2 separate regions of the Rattus norvegicus genome follow, and region 2 is linked to region 1. The links are chromatin contacts, called in public Hi-C maps. All regions are on one chromosome and are shown on one strand. Each heading gives the region's core, a stretch centred on a gene start, on an enhancer-like site or on the middle of the called end of the contact. The rest is flanking DNA. Distances are from core to core; before and after follow the strand shown.

Region 1 (6,564 bases), core at 1,327-3,826:
ACATTTCCTGTAGTTTCTCAAAAAAAGGAGTATTTAAGTTTTGGCTCCTTAGGTTCTGCTAAGTTACCGGTAGTTTGAAATTTGGAAGCACTATTAATACTTTCTTTTATAAACTAATGCTTTGAGATCCATCACTTAAATATCTTTTGTCTAAAGTACACTAAAAGAGTAAAAAAAATTATTATTGTTATTGCTTGTCCCTCTAGCTCCTGTTGGCTAGCATGAACACACACACACACACACACACACACACACACACACACACACACACATATACACACAGATATGTACATACAGAATCCTAAGCATATTGTATTAAAAAAAAACTTTGTTCAAAAGAAAGGCACAAGTTATTCTTCTTTGGTGAGACACTGCTAAGCACGCTGTAATAATATTATTTATCTCAGGATGCTGTATATTGCTGCAAATGCTAATATAGCAGATGAGACTTTGAACTGGTGGAGGGGCTTTTGAGTGCTTGTAGAGAAGCAGTGCACAGGAGAACTGTAAAATAAATTAGCCTCATCAATTTACGTCAAATCAGCAAAGGATCATGGAGTGCAAACCCTCCAAGAGGCATGCTGAATAAACTCAGTGAGTCATGCAAGCCCACATCAGCTTGGCCTTTAAGAAAGGGCAAACATTAAGTTTTGAGGTACTGTGGAGGGCACTCACTATAGGGTCTTATACCTGGTTTTGGGGAGAAGAGGTATCTTAAATGGACCATGAGAGATGTGCCATTTATGAGAGCTCTGTTAGCCCAGGGAAACAACATGAGCAATTGTCAAAGGCAAGGAAAGGAAATCCACACCCCCAGTGTGGCTGGAAGAAAGCACACATATGGAGGTGAACACTCAGCTGAAAGAATTTGGAAAAATAAACTTATGTTACCTTGTAGAGGGCCTCCCATGCTGCTGGGAGAAATCTGTATTCCTTCATGAATTCTGTGAGGATACTGAAGGCAGTTCCCACTCTCCGGCCAGTTCTTGGATCATCTCTTGACTTTGCTTGTGTGTGATCCCTCACCATCAAGGGATCAACATTTCCCATTCTCTGTAGTTGAGCTTCTTACCCTGTGCAGAAATGAGCCTCAACATTTCCCCCGTGCACATTCCCAGCATTTCTTGAGACAATCACTTTGAGGACTGTCAAATTATCCAGCGATTATCTAATTGGTGACAGTGGCTTAGTCCCTTTGCACCAAAGGACTGGCACCGCGCAAGCTTCTTTCTTTCAGACGTTTGGTAGAGCATCACAGATGTTGTGCTAGAGGTAAGATACGGTGTCTTTACCATGGAAAGAAAAGGCCAGGACAAAAGATAAGCTGAATAGTCCAAGATGAGTTATCACCATCAGGAAGAGCAGACTATAGGACCTGATTAGACTGAGTGATGGTGATGACATCGGCTTTGTAGCTGTTGTGAATCTGTTTAAACTTTTTCATAAGTGTAATGAATGAAAATTAAGAAGCATTGATAAAAGAAAAAAAATTACAGCTTTCTCTCGGTGTGCTTTTCTGGAAACTCACCTTTCTTTCCTGCCTACTTTGTGCTCTGGTTTGGTTCTCTGCTCCTTCCAGAACCCCTCCCCCTCTCGGCCCTCCCTCCGTCCTCAGGTCTTTTTCTTACTTTGCAAATTTCTGACAGGTTGACTTCTTATACCAGTCTACCTGAATTGAATGCAGGCCACAGTCACTCCTGAGTGCAATCCCCTTTAGCAAGCAGGCAAAAAAAGGAAGGGCCTTTGTGGTAGAAGGAGAGAAGTGATTCCCATGTTGTCTCCTGACCTCCATGTGCACCTCTCCACACCACACATAATAATAATAAAAAAAATGACTAAAAATTAGAAGAGAAGATTGGAAATGATTGAGAGCAGCGTTGAGGTCTTTTAGATCACTGAGCCATGTGGTCAGGATGTGGATCATGGCGAGCCCCAGCCGTGCCAGCCTCTTGCACTCTCTAATGTTTTATGTTTCTCCCAGGAGAAAGATTACAAAGTAGGTCGTATTTTTTAATTCTCTGTATTGTGTGTTAGGGAGTGAAATAGTTTCTCTCACTAAGAGATAAGGCTTACTAGTTTTAAAAACCACAGTTTTCAAAACAGAGTGTATTCACCCTTGTAAATCATGTCGCAACTGAAAAAACATACTGATAAATGGAAAAGTGAACTGCTATCTTACCACCATGCAAAGAATGTGGGCGTACGTTGATGAGGGTGACTAAATCCTACAGAATTCATGTGGCTTCCCATTAATTCTCTAGTAATGCAACAGAAACAAAAGTCCAGGCCTGCTTCTGTTTGTTTTTCCTACCCAGCTGGGCATTCACAAAAGGTTGGCCCTGTGTGTTGTGCTCTCTAGCTATACCTGGTCCAGTGAGTTAGAGTAGTCCCTTGTCTCCTGGGCAGACTTTGTATGCTGGACTTGAGTCTCTGGAACAGACACATGGGGATTAGCTGAGCTCCCCCTGGAGTCCCTGGACCCTTGGATCGTGAAAAGAGTGGTAGCCTAGTGTGTCTGTGACCTCTGCTAGTGAAGTGCTGTGCAGCTCACTGACAGTACTCCCAGCAGCTTGACTGACTGGTTATTCTGGTCAGGAGAAAAATAGCACTGACATCACGTGATCCTGGCAAAGTAAACCACATTGGAACTTAGCCTTTGAATACCCAAGGGGCTGGCAGCAATCTCAGGGGTTGGCTGGGAGCCCCATTGAGTTCACTAGTAATCAGTTGACTGCTGAGCTGGACAAGCTGCCCCAGTTTTTCTGACAAGCTCTGTCTAAAAGAATGATGGGCAGTCTGCCATTAGGATTTTTTAGCGGAGTTGCTAATGATTAACTCTTTAGCTACTGTACATACATCATGTCTTTCGTTATGTGTTGGTATGCAATTAGATAAAACTTTGGAGGCAATGTTCTAATTCCTCATGCAGTTGCTGTACCAGGAATTCCTCTCTTGCACAACGTACACCCAACGGCAAGGAAAAACACTGTAGGGCCCTTTATATGCATATTTCAAAGGAATGCCAGTAGACTGGTTTTCCTTGAAGTTTCTCATTTGTTGCTTTTAAACCAAAAAATGCTATAATCTTTAATCATATTAAACGTCAGGTGCTACACCCCAGGCATACCTAGGGAATAGATATCACCTACAAGAAAACTTTGGAAAACTGGGCATTTAATATTTATTCATGATTTTATGAACCCATTCATATGCTCTCCCCCAAATCCTGTGGTAAGTATTATATCTCAGCAAAGAAGCATTTGTAACCAGTTACTATAAGTCCAGAGAAGCAGATCCTTTTGGATCGTGCAGAATTCCCAGTGGATTAATCAGCTTTTTACTAGAAAAAAGATGATTTCTTCGTAGTAACTTTTATACTTTTCTCTATGTGCTTCAAATGAAGTCCCGTTCCCAGGGTTGCACGTTTTTACATGTTGTAATTCAGCGAGCGTGGCGTGTTCACTCTTGTTTTTTTTTTTTGTTTTTGTTTTTGTTTTTTTTTTTGTAGGAAGTTTTTCTAAGACATACTTTCTTTCCAACAGAAGCTCTTACAGGTGACTGGCACCACTCTCCTGGGAGCAGGTAGACAGACTGCAGCAGGGACGGTGACTCGCCCATGGAGTTCATGAGTCAGTTTACCAAAACATCGAAAACCAAACAGTACCTAAATAATGTCGGCACTAACACAGACCCCTGGATAGTTTCTTCACTAAGCTAACACTTTTCAAGCTTATAACAATCTACTGAAGTGTCCTGGGAAAAAAACAAAAACAAAAACGCTGCCTTCAGCTTATTCTGACTTCCCTCATTTCCCTCTGTGTATTTCAGGGGCTGTTTAACCATTGAAAGGTACCAGGGTTTTGCTGGCGTTGGGTTATTTGTTAACTCTAGGTGTCAGAGATTGAAGCAAAGCAGGGAGAACTGAGGAGGGAGGTTACTCTCGGATGTGATTTAATGTCCAGTTTACCCTCGGGCACTGACTACTGTAAGGACAACGCTTTCTCTACTGTCATTGCCAGTGTCTCTCTGGCTCTCACTTTATGCTATCCCCGTGTTGCCTTCCCTGTAGGTACACCAGTCTTCTTACTGGGGACCAAGCTTCATGGTATAAACTATCAGCTGAGCAACCTGGGAGGTTAAATGTGCTCTTTTCCAGTAGTTTTAGTCAAGTTTTCTTTCTTTCTATTTTTTTTATTGGATATTTTTTATTTACACTTCAACTGTTATTCCCTTTCCCCGTTTCCCATCTGTAAACCCTCATCCCATACTCCCTACCCCTTCTATGAGGGTATTTCCCCTCTCCATCCACCCACCCCTTCCTGCCTCTCCACCCTGACATTCCCCTACACTGGGGGTTCCAGCCTTAGCAGGACCAAGGGCTTCTCCTCCCATTGGTGCCCAACAAGGCCATCCTCTGCTACATATGCAGCTCGAGCCATGGGTCAGTCCATGTGTACTCTCTGGGTAGTGGTTTAGTCTCTATAGTCAAGTTTTCTAGGATGCCTGTCATTGGCTATCTCTGAACCAATCTCTAAATGATGGGTTTTCATTGGCAGCACCTGGTCTCCTGTTCTTAGAGTAGAAGACGAACCTAGAACATTCAAACTAGGTGATTGGAGTGAGTCAACAGGTACAGCTCCCCAGAGGGAAATTATTACTTTTTATTACGAGAAAGCAGTGGACATTATTCAAACAACACCTCGACAGACAAACCAAGTAACCAGATCCACTACAGATAAAAAGATTACAGTTTATCAAGATTCTACTTTTAACTTTGGCAGGAGTAAAATTGTTAACGAGATGACATTCAGGCACACAGAGTACCTACTAATTACTGAATCTTGACAGTATGACAAGCCGTGGGATACGTATGTCTCTATTTTATTTTGGACCTTCACAGTAATCCTATGAGATAAGCACTTAAATCTTCCTTATATGGACTAGGAGGCCGGCATCTGCTGAAATGGAAGCACTTCTTTGCAGTCACTAAGGAGTGGGGATAGCCACTGCGTGCTTTTGGCCACCTTGTCTTAGAGTTGATACCTGTGCCATGGCAGTTGGCCCTTTGGGCCCAAGGCATGGCAGAGATGCCTAGATGGCTGGCATGCTTTTCTGGGGAAAGTGGTTTAGGCTGGCTTTCTTTTCTTTTCTTTTCTTTCTTTCTTTCTTTCTTTCTTTCTTTCTTTCTTTCTTTCTTTCTTTCTTCTCGTCTTCCTCCTCTTCTTCATTTTTAAAATTTCCCTAGAAGTCTGTGGAAAGCCAGGACTTCAAAATCCTATTCTATTAGTGAGTTGTAGGTGATACTATTTCCAGGAAGACATAACAAATTCCTGTTTACCTCAGATAGAGAATCAACAACAGACCAAAGTAGATACCATCAAAGTTCCATTTGGTGATCCACTGAGTTTTACTGGGGATACTTACAGGACGATTGGTGAGGGGTTACTTGGGAGAGCAGAAATGAGTCAGATACTGACATCACCAAATCCCATACCACCTTGAGTGATTTCTCACAACAACCGAAACCAAGTAGTTTGACAGGCTGGAGAATGTCTTTTTCAGGCAGCCTACATAGTCTGAGCTTTGTGAGAGAGCTAGGATGGACTCTGCCTCTTCCAGGCAGTTTGGCTTGACTGTTCATTGTCATCATTGCCTCCTTCTTCTCCTCCTCCTTCTCCCCCTCTTTCTTCCTTTAACACAGAATGCTTTGTCTGAGAGTCTCTTTCAGCAGTACTTATGACTTATATATGTCTACAGGGGGAGGAGCCCAATGAATTTGATATGTTTCAGGGACTTCCTGAAACTACTGGGTTGTTTTTTTCCTATGTCATAATGATGTAGGATAGAGTATTTCACCTCTCTGTAGAATACCCTGTGTCTTAATGAGCTGCCATCTAAGATGGATGTTTTATCTTGGAGGAATTTGTGACACAACAGTATTGCCACTGAGTTGACCCACCTTAATGGATGGCAGATTGGGAGGACTCTGAACCTTAGCCAGATCTGTCTGAAAATGGTGGCAGTTCTGTTAGGAATCTGGGAGATTTGTGCTGTATGTGGATAAAGTTACATGTGCTTAGCATTGTACCATAGATTTTATTGAGAAGCTTACCAGATAATCCTATATTATTAAAATACTTTTGACAAGGTTGTAAGACCTAGTTTACTGGGCTTCCATAACAAAATACCATAGGGTGTGTGACTTAAGCAACAGGTATTTATATTTTTTAACCCCTGAGAGCTGGAAGTCCAAGAGCAGGATGACCCCATCCTGTGTCTTTTGTGACTCTTGTGACTCTTCCTGGATTGCTGGAGGCCATCTTTTTACTGTGTGTTTAAGTAGAGAGAAAGAGAAACCAAGCTTTCCCATCAATTCTTGTAAGGACACTGATATTCTCAGCATCCGCATTTTGCTGAATGCTTTTTAGCATGTCTCATTTGTTTCACACACTAAGCTGTTAGCTTTGTTTAAACACTTCAAATTCAAACCCAGAGCAGTTTTTGTTTGTTTATTCTTCTGGTTTTTGTTTTTCCAAGAAATGGTTTCTCCATGTATCCCTAACT
Region 2 (6,564 bases), core at 1,885-4,384, 91 kb before region 1:
ATTAACAAATCCCTTTTGCAAGGCTCTGAGAAAAGATGGCTCAGTGTACCACTTATTCAACACTGGAGCTTAAGGGAGCCCTTAAAACATCCTATTCAAAACTATCTGCTTTTAAGAGGAGGAACAAGGGGTTGTGAAGTTTCAAACGACTCCCCTCAAACCAGAACATCACCCACAATGCAGAGTTGTTTGCAGACTGCTGCACTCCCCCCAAAACAGGGTCGCTTTTAAGCGGTCTTTGTCCCGCTAGACTAAATTTTATGCAAAGAAAACCAAATAAAACAAAGTAGCCGGCGGTACACACAGCTCTCTCTAGAGCAGAGGGTATCTACTTAGACTACAGAATTGAGAAAGTAAGGGCGAATTCTACTCAATGTGCTTAGCAAACAGAAGAAACTTTTCTGTGGTTCCTTTAGGAAGCTCCTGGCTGCTGGTCTCCACACAGCTCTCTGGAATCTGATCTGAGTCCAACACCAGGGGGCGCAGTAGCCTTTGTCCTGGTGTCCTTCAGAGCCTCTAGACAAGCTCTGAAGCCTTGCTGAGCTTAAGAAACTTGATTTTTCTCTACTCACAGTTTCTTCTTGGAACGGGCTTACTCCCCAGGCCCCGTCATCTCTTTTCCTTTCTTCCTAGAGGCCAGACAGTCTTGTGTGCATGCTGCAGGCATTAGCAGGAAGGGTTAGCGGCCCCTTCCCATGGCTGTGCCCCTGCTAAGCCAAGGAGACCCTGCCAGTGGACTTTCATTTCTCCTCATCAGTCCCCTAAAGAAAGTTGCAAAACGAAATCGTTGTTGTTTTCTTCTTTTTAAATCAAGACAAAGTGAGCATCACGTGAGAAAAGGCACAAAGCCACCCTTCCTATTCACAAAAGAAATGTAATAAATTAAATAATTGCACTTTGGAAGCTGTTAGCCTCGTACAGGTGTGTGCTCCCAAAAGTCTATGACTAGCTTTTGGTAGTAAATACTTACCAAAGGAGCAGGCCGAAGCATCTTTCAGGGCACACCACTGCTACTCTTGGTCACCCTCCTCCATACAGTGTACCTGTATCTCTCTGTGTCCTAATCAACCAGTCTTCAGGAGGAAGAAATCTACTTCGCACATGCTACAGTCTTCCCATGTGAAAGGCCCAGCACTCCTGTTCCCACTGATCAATGAGCATCCCCTTTCACCTTGTAGCCATCAATCCCCAAAAGCATAGCCTTTTGCAAAGTCCCCAGATTTGCTGGGTGTGGTGGCTCAACCTTTAACTTCAGCACTCAGGAGGTGGAGACACGCAGATCTCTGAATCTGAGACCAGTCTGGGCAAAATAGCCAGTTCTAAGAGAGACACCTCCCCTTCCTTTCAAGAAAAAAAAAAAAAAACCCTAATTCTCCATTGTTCTAACTGCATAGAGGGTCCTAAAGACATCTTTGAAAAGTAGCAATTACATTTATAGAGCGAGAATTTAAATTTACATAGTTTCCTTGTCTCTCATTGAAATCTCCCAACAAGTCTAAGGGATCATCAGGGAAATCCACAGCTTAACAGGTATTCCCCAGCTCTGGCCTACCACAGGGTGGAGGCAGCCTCAGGGCCTTGGTCATGAGGCTTGGAGGAGAACAGTTTATACAATTACACCAAGGCCAAGGAAGAATACAGTCACTACAGATAATTATTAATACGGTCTCAGCTTCTGAAAATACGCAGCAATGTTGGCTCTTAAAAAGGAGAAATAGAAAAGAAGGAAAGGAAAATGATATCGACTCTCTCATCTTGTATTTTTTTTTTTATATCAATGTTTCACTCACACGGTTCACCTTCGCTTTATTAGCTCACAGAGAGCAATGGGATGGGATGCAGGTAGCCACATTTTGTTAGCTTGAGAGCCTTCCTTTTCCCACTCATAAAACGATACTAACATTTGTCAGGTACATACTCGGCCATGAAAATGAAAGCTATAAATGGTATTTTGGGAGAAAGAGTGAAGTGGAAGGCTTTCACTTTCAGTTTATCTTCTTTTACATTACTTGAGGAATTTTGATTTATGCCTGTCTTCCTATTGTGTCATTTACATTTTGTTGGGGGCTAATGAGACTCGTCAGAGCTGCTAAGGAGATGACTTACATACACGTCTGGGTGGCACGTGCTCTGCCACACGGTTGACACTCACTGAACAGTAGCTCATTGTCAACTTTTGCACCTCCCTCAAACTGAGCAAATGGACTCCGAACTTAAGATGTCCGGAGGCCGCTCCAGCCTCTGCTCTCAGCTCTTCCTGCATCCTTTGGTCAAAAACTTTCCCTGGGCCTCGATTTCTTCAAAATGACAATACAGAGCCAAGTTGACTTGGAAAGCAGTGGGAAAGCCAAGACAATCTATCTGCTCATCACCTAAACCCTCCTGAGATGCCCTCTACAGTTTGGTCACACTCTGTGGGAGGATGTCTCTCAAGCTTGGGCTTAGCACACAGGATGCTTCTTAGGAGAAAGGGCCATGCAGGCCGAGGGTCCATCAGAGACTGCTGGGCAATCTGCAGGTCAAGTACAGAGAGTTAGGAACAGATGACTGTGAGCCCTGGATGAGGTCATCATCTTTGAGGGGAGGTGGGAAAGGGCTTCAGATGTTTCATGGGGTACAGCTGTCAATACAACCATCTCCAGAATAGAGGATGCCTTCAGTGGAACAGGAGGGGCATAACTGAAGGTTGGGTCATCCAGGGAAAAGTGGCAGCCAGCACCTCAATTACCTAGGATGAGTTCTGTCTTAGGGTCCAGGACTGAACCCAGACCTTCCCTAATCAAGCCCCACTCCACCCCCTTCAGCTTTGAACAAAACAAAAGGAGCACAGCCAAATGCCTCTCAAACGCCTTCTAATGGTTCCCTGTATCTGAACAAGCACAGAGGCTATCGGTGAGGCATAGAAGTCAAGGATAAGCCAGACTCTTACCTTGCTTCCCTTTAACAACTGGCCTTCAGGGACCCATCTGCATGTACACTGTACATGGTTTACATTCCCCACTCCGCTTTAAAAAGGAGAGTTTCTAGGTGTCTCCTTTCTCTGCCTTTGGGCTTTGGGGGGTTGGGTACGGAGGCAGGTAACCTGGCCCTTGAAGGTTGCTGGTTTTCTTTTTGCCTGCCCGGGTCTGTCTCTTTCCTATTTAAAGCAGCACCGCCTGTCACGGCAGCTTGGTGCCAATATTTGTGGGCAGATTTTCTGACATTGTAAGGGGAGGGGGTGTTCAGAGCAGATGGGAAGCCCTTTCCCAAGGCCATTGGGCAGAGTAGAAATCAGTTTCACCCACACCCAAAAAGGAAGGCTTAATCCCCAGTGGCAGTCAGCACCCAAAACCACAACCAATGTCTCTCTCTCTCTCTCTCTCTCTCTCTCTCTCTCTCTCTCTCTCTCTCTCTCTCTCTCTGTGTGTGTGTGTGTGTGTGTGTGTGTGTGTGTGTGTGTAGGAAGGAGAGAGAGTTCCCTGTCTTTGAATTATTCGGGCAACGCCAGTTAAAATTGCATTTTCCCCTAAAGTCCCCACTGCCTGTGGTACCTGCAACTCCTGGGCATCTAGAATAAGGGTAGCACAGTATACAGACACCCAGAAGACCCTTTTAATGAGACCTTAAGATAGGGAGGCGATTTGCACCAAGGAGTAGGTAGGTAGCAACTGCGCCTGCTGATCTCCAGAGGCAAAGGACAATAAATAAACACCGCTCCAAACAGCACATTCTGACAACGCGTGTTCCATGTATTTCTGTACTTAAAAAAAAAAAAGAGAGAGAGCCGCCAATGGTTTTACTTTACAAGTCTCTTTCAAAGGCGTCCCTGAAAGTCTGACCACTTGTTAAACCATCTCCGTGCTTCTGCACCCACTTTGTATCTTTAGTAAGCAGCATTGTTTATTATCCTTGATTCTGTGAGCCCCCTCCCGCCCCCCATTGAACTAAAATAAAGGAGGGGCTTCGGAGCGCGGCGCTGAAAATTATTCCAGGCTTCTCGGCTGAAGAGGGTCTCCCGGCAGTCCAGAGACCCGCTTGGAGAGAGCCCACCCGCAAGTGTGCGATGGATGGGAAAGTTTGTAAAGAGTTTTTGCAAATGCAGGCACCAGAGAGGTTGGGGCAGCCCCAAACTCTGATGACCCCCGCATAGAAAAGATGTAAACAGAGAAGGAAAGTGTCATGAAGGACTGGAGACAGCTACGTGCGGGCAGATCAAGAGAATATTGCCAGGTTGATTAACTGCGGGTGGGAACCTGCAGCGCGCACGGAGATCGGAGACATTTTTTAGTTCCCCGGCTCAATCTCCTCCACCTTCCTGAGCAGAGAAGTCTCACTAATAATTTCTCTCCGTTCCACGTAGCCCTGTGGTCTTCACTGTAAAAAGGAAAGCTCTCAACAATTTAAGGCTTATCCACTTTCTTCCCCCCCAGTTTCCTAAAATCTATTCCCATTTCGTTTGCAGCCAAATAAATCGTGACGGTGACCGTGAGGGATTAAAAAAAGATGCATGGCCTTAGAAAACTAAACGGGTGCGTTCCTCAAGTTGCTTCATCTCTGATCCTCTGATGAGACCCGTGGTAGGGCTCTTCCAAATATTGGTGCTCCCCAAACCCAGTGGGGTTTGCTGCCAATAAACAAACAAACAAAGCAAAAACAAAAAACAAAAATCAAAAAACAAAAACCCCCAGGAACCCGCATGAGAAACTCTCGATGGAAAAGCCGGAGCCCCCATGCCTCCCGCAGCTTCGCTGCAGTTTGGCTGCCTGGAAGCCTGGAAATTGTGCGCCAGAGCCGGGCTGCGCCCAGCACTTTCCAAATGAAACTTCCCAATGGTCTTTCCCACAGGTTCTGGGACACATAAGCCTTCCAGTCCCCAGCTTCTAAAAATCCTCGTCACAGGCTCAGCAGGTCCCGGTAAGCTGGCCGCTCTTCTGCGGAGGCTGTATGATGACTGTGTCTGCTCCTTGGGGCAGAGACTTTCTTCCAGCAAAGTGGCCAGGCTGCGGCAGGAAAGCATCCGTTGCCCGCTCCTTGGAGAAGTTGAGTGAATTTCTGCACGTAGGGAGAAACAGGAGTTGGAGCGTACCGTGGGGGGCGGGAGCACAGCAAGCTGCCCCCGGCTCTTTGTTTCTGAGAGTCCAAGGACGTGCTCTAGTGTCAAGAATCCACTACATTGCTTCGTAGTGAATCACAGAGAATCGTGCCGAGATTCGGCTGCATGGGACTGTCTTTAGTTTCTGCAGACCGGGGCCGTGGAGCTGGTGCAGTTCCCCTTCGGCCGGTGTCCCTTCTCTGAACACCCCCTGAACAGTTCCACCTCTCCCACAAACTGCATAAGGAAAGTAGGGTCAGACTTATAGGCTGCAGTGTGCCCCAACAGGTAGTTTCACCTGGCCTGGTTTAAATATCAAAGTCTGGGCCTTGCGTGGGCAGTCGTGAAATTGGCCCAAGACATAGACGTTTATTCGTGGAACTAAAAAAGCGATGTGCGAGTCACTTAAGATAATGTTTTCTCTTTACTTTTCACGTTATCCCCAAACAACGAGAGAGCTAATCCGTTAGGAACGAGGCTCAGGGAGCCTCAATAACTGGCTTCCAGCTGCAAGCCCACAGGCGATTTGATTTATCTCCCACCCCCGAGAAAATTACTAAAGAACCCTACTGGCTTTAGAAAGATGGGTTCCTTTGGAAAGATCCTTCCTCAAAACGCCCTAGCCCTGGGCAAGGAGGGTGCCCTGCGCTCGCTTGGAACGTAATTGCATTCTGCGTTCTGGTGGTGCGCTGAGCAGCGAGGGAAAGCAAAGCGATGTGCCAGGGAGATCATGGAACCCGCGTGGTTCACAATTCCTTCCGGAAGCTCAGGGAGAAGTTGGTGGCCGGCTTGCACAATCTGGGGCCAGCATAACCCTCTTCCCACAAGGGAGTGCTAGCCGGAATCCTTCCCCTGGGGCCACGGTGCGTGTGGTGCCCGCAATGACCCAAAGCAGAGTCAGAAAATCACTAACAGTGGCTCAAAGATTCTCGAGTGGCATGCCTCCCTCGTGGGGTGGGGGAGATCGGGACTGGACCCCTCAGAAGGGACAATCTAAGACTGCCTTGGGAGAAGGACTTTCCCAGCTCCTTCTAAGCTTTTGCTTAGTTGTGCCTATTGCCATCTAAGCCAGGAATCCAGGTCTTGCCCCACCCATGTCTCTCTTTAGGAACCAATGCAGGCTCCCTGCTGTCACCAGCCCCCACTTCAGAAGCTACGGGCAGATGTGACCTCGGACTCTGATTTTTAAGGGTATCAAGATCTGGCCCTGTTTCCAGTGTTCAAAAAAATCTCTCCCTCGACTATGGCTAATTTAAAGCCTCTGTCACTGGTCAAGTTACCTAAACTTGCTGTTTTCTGGTGCGTTGACCCCTTAAAGCTTGCCTCAGCTAGCTCTGGCAGGGAGAGAAAAGTAGCCACCCTTTCTCCCCCACCACACACACACCTATTCTCTTCTCACCCACCAGCCATCTTCACCTTTCCCCAGTGCAAACCTTGCAGGCGGTGGAAGAGCAGGGGTCCCCAAAGGCATAGACTCACTGGCCCTGGCTGTC

The links. Hi-C and Micro-C count contacts between places; a contact is called where the count stands out from the background.
Region 2: a contact with region 1 is called in a Hi-C map of psoas muscle, with 1.9 times the contacts expected there. The contact joins two enhancer-like sites. A contact is called at or near these places in 2 of 12 Hi-C or Micro-C datasets (mammary epithelial cells and psoas muscle).

What each region holds. Positions count from the first base shown.
Region 1 is chr5:101,957,898-101,964,461 of GRCr8, reverse strand. The region is part of intron 2 of Nfib (nuclear factor I/B); the gene reads left to right. Among named protein-coding and RNA genes, the nearest start is that of Nfib, 59 kb to the left of the region's middle. Within about 2 kb of position 2,576, at least 35 of the 93 cell types and tissues checked have an H3K27ac peak or open chromatin away from gene starts, as enhancers often do.
Region 2 is chr5:102,049,006-102,055,569 of GRCr8, reverse strand. The region is part of intron 1 of LOC100910558 (a long non-coding RNA gene); the gene reads right to left. Among named protein-coding and RNA genes, the nearest start is that of Nfib, 32 kb to the right of the region's middle. Within about 2 kb of position 3,134, at least 22 of the 93 cell types and tissues checked have an H3K27ac peak or open chromatin away from gene starts, as enhancers often do.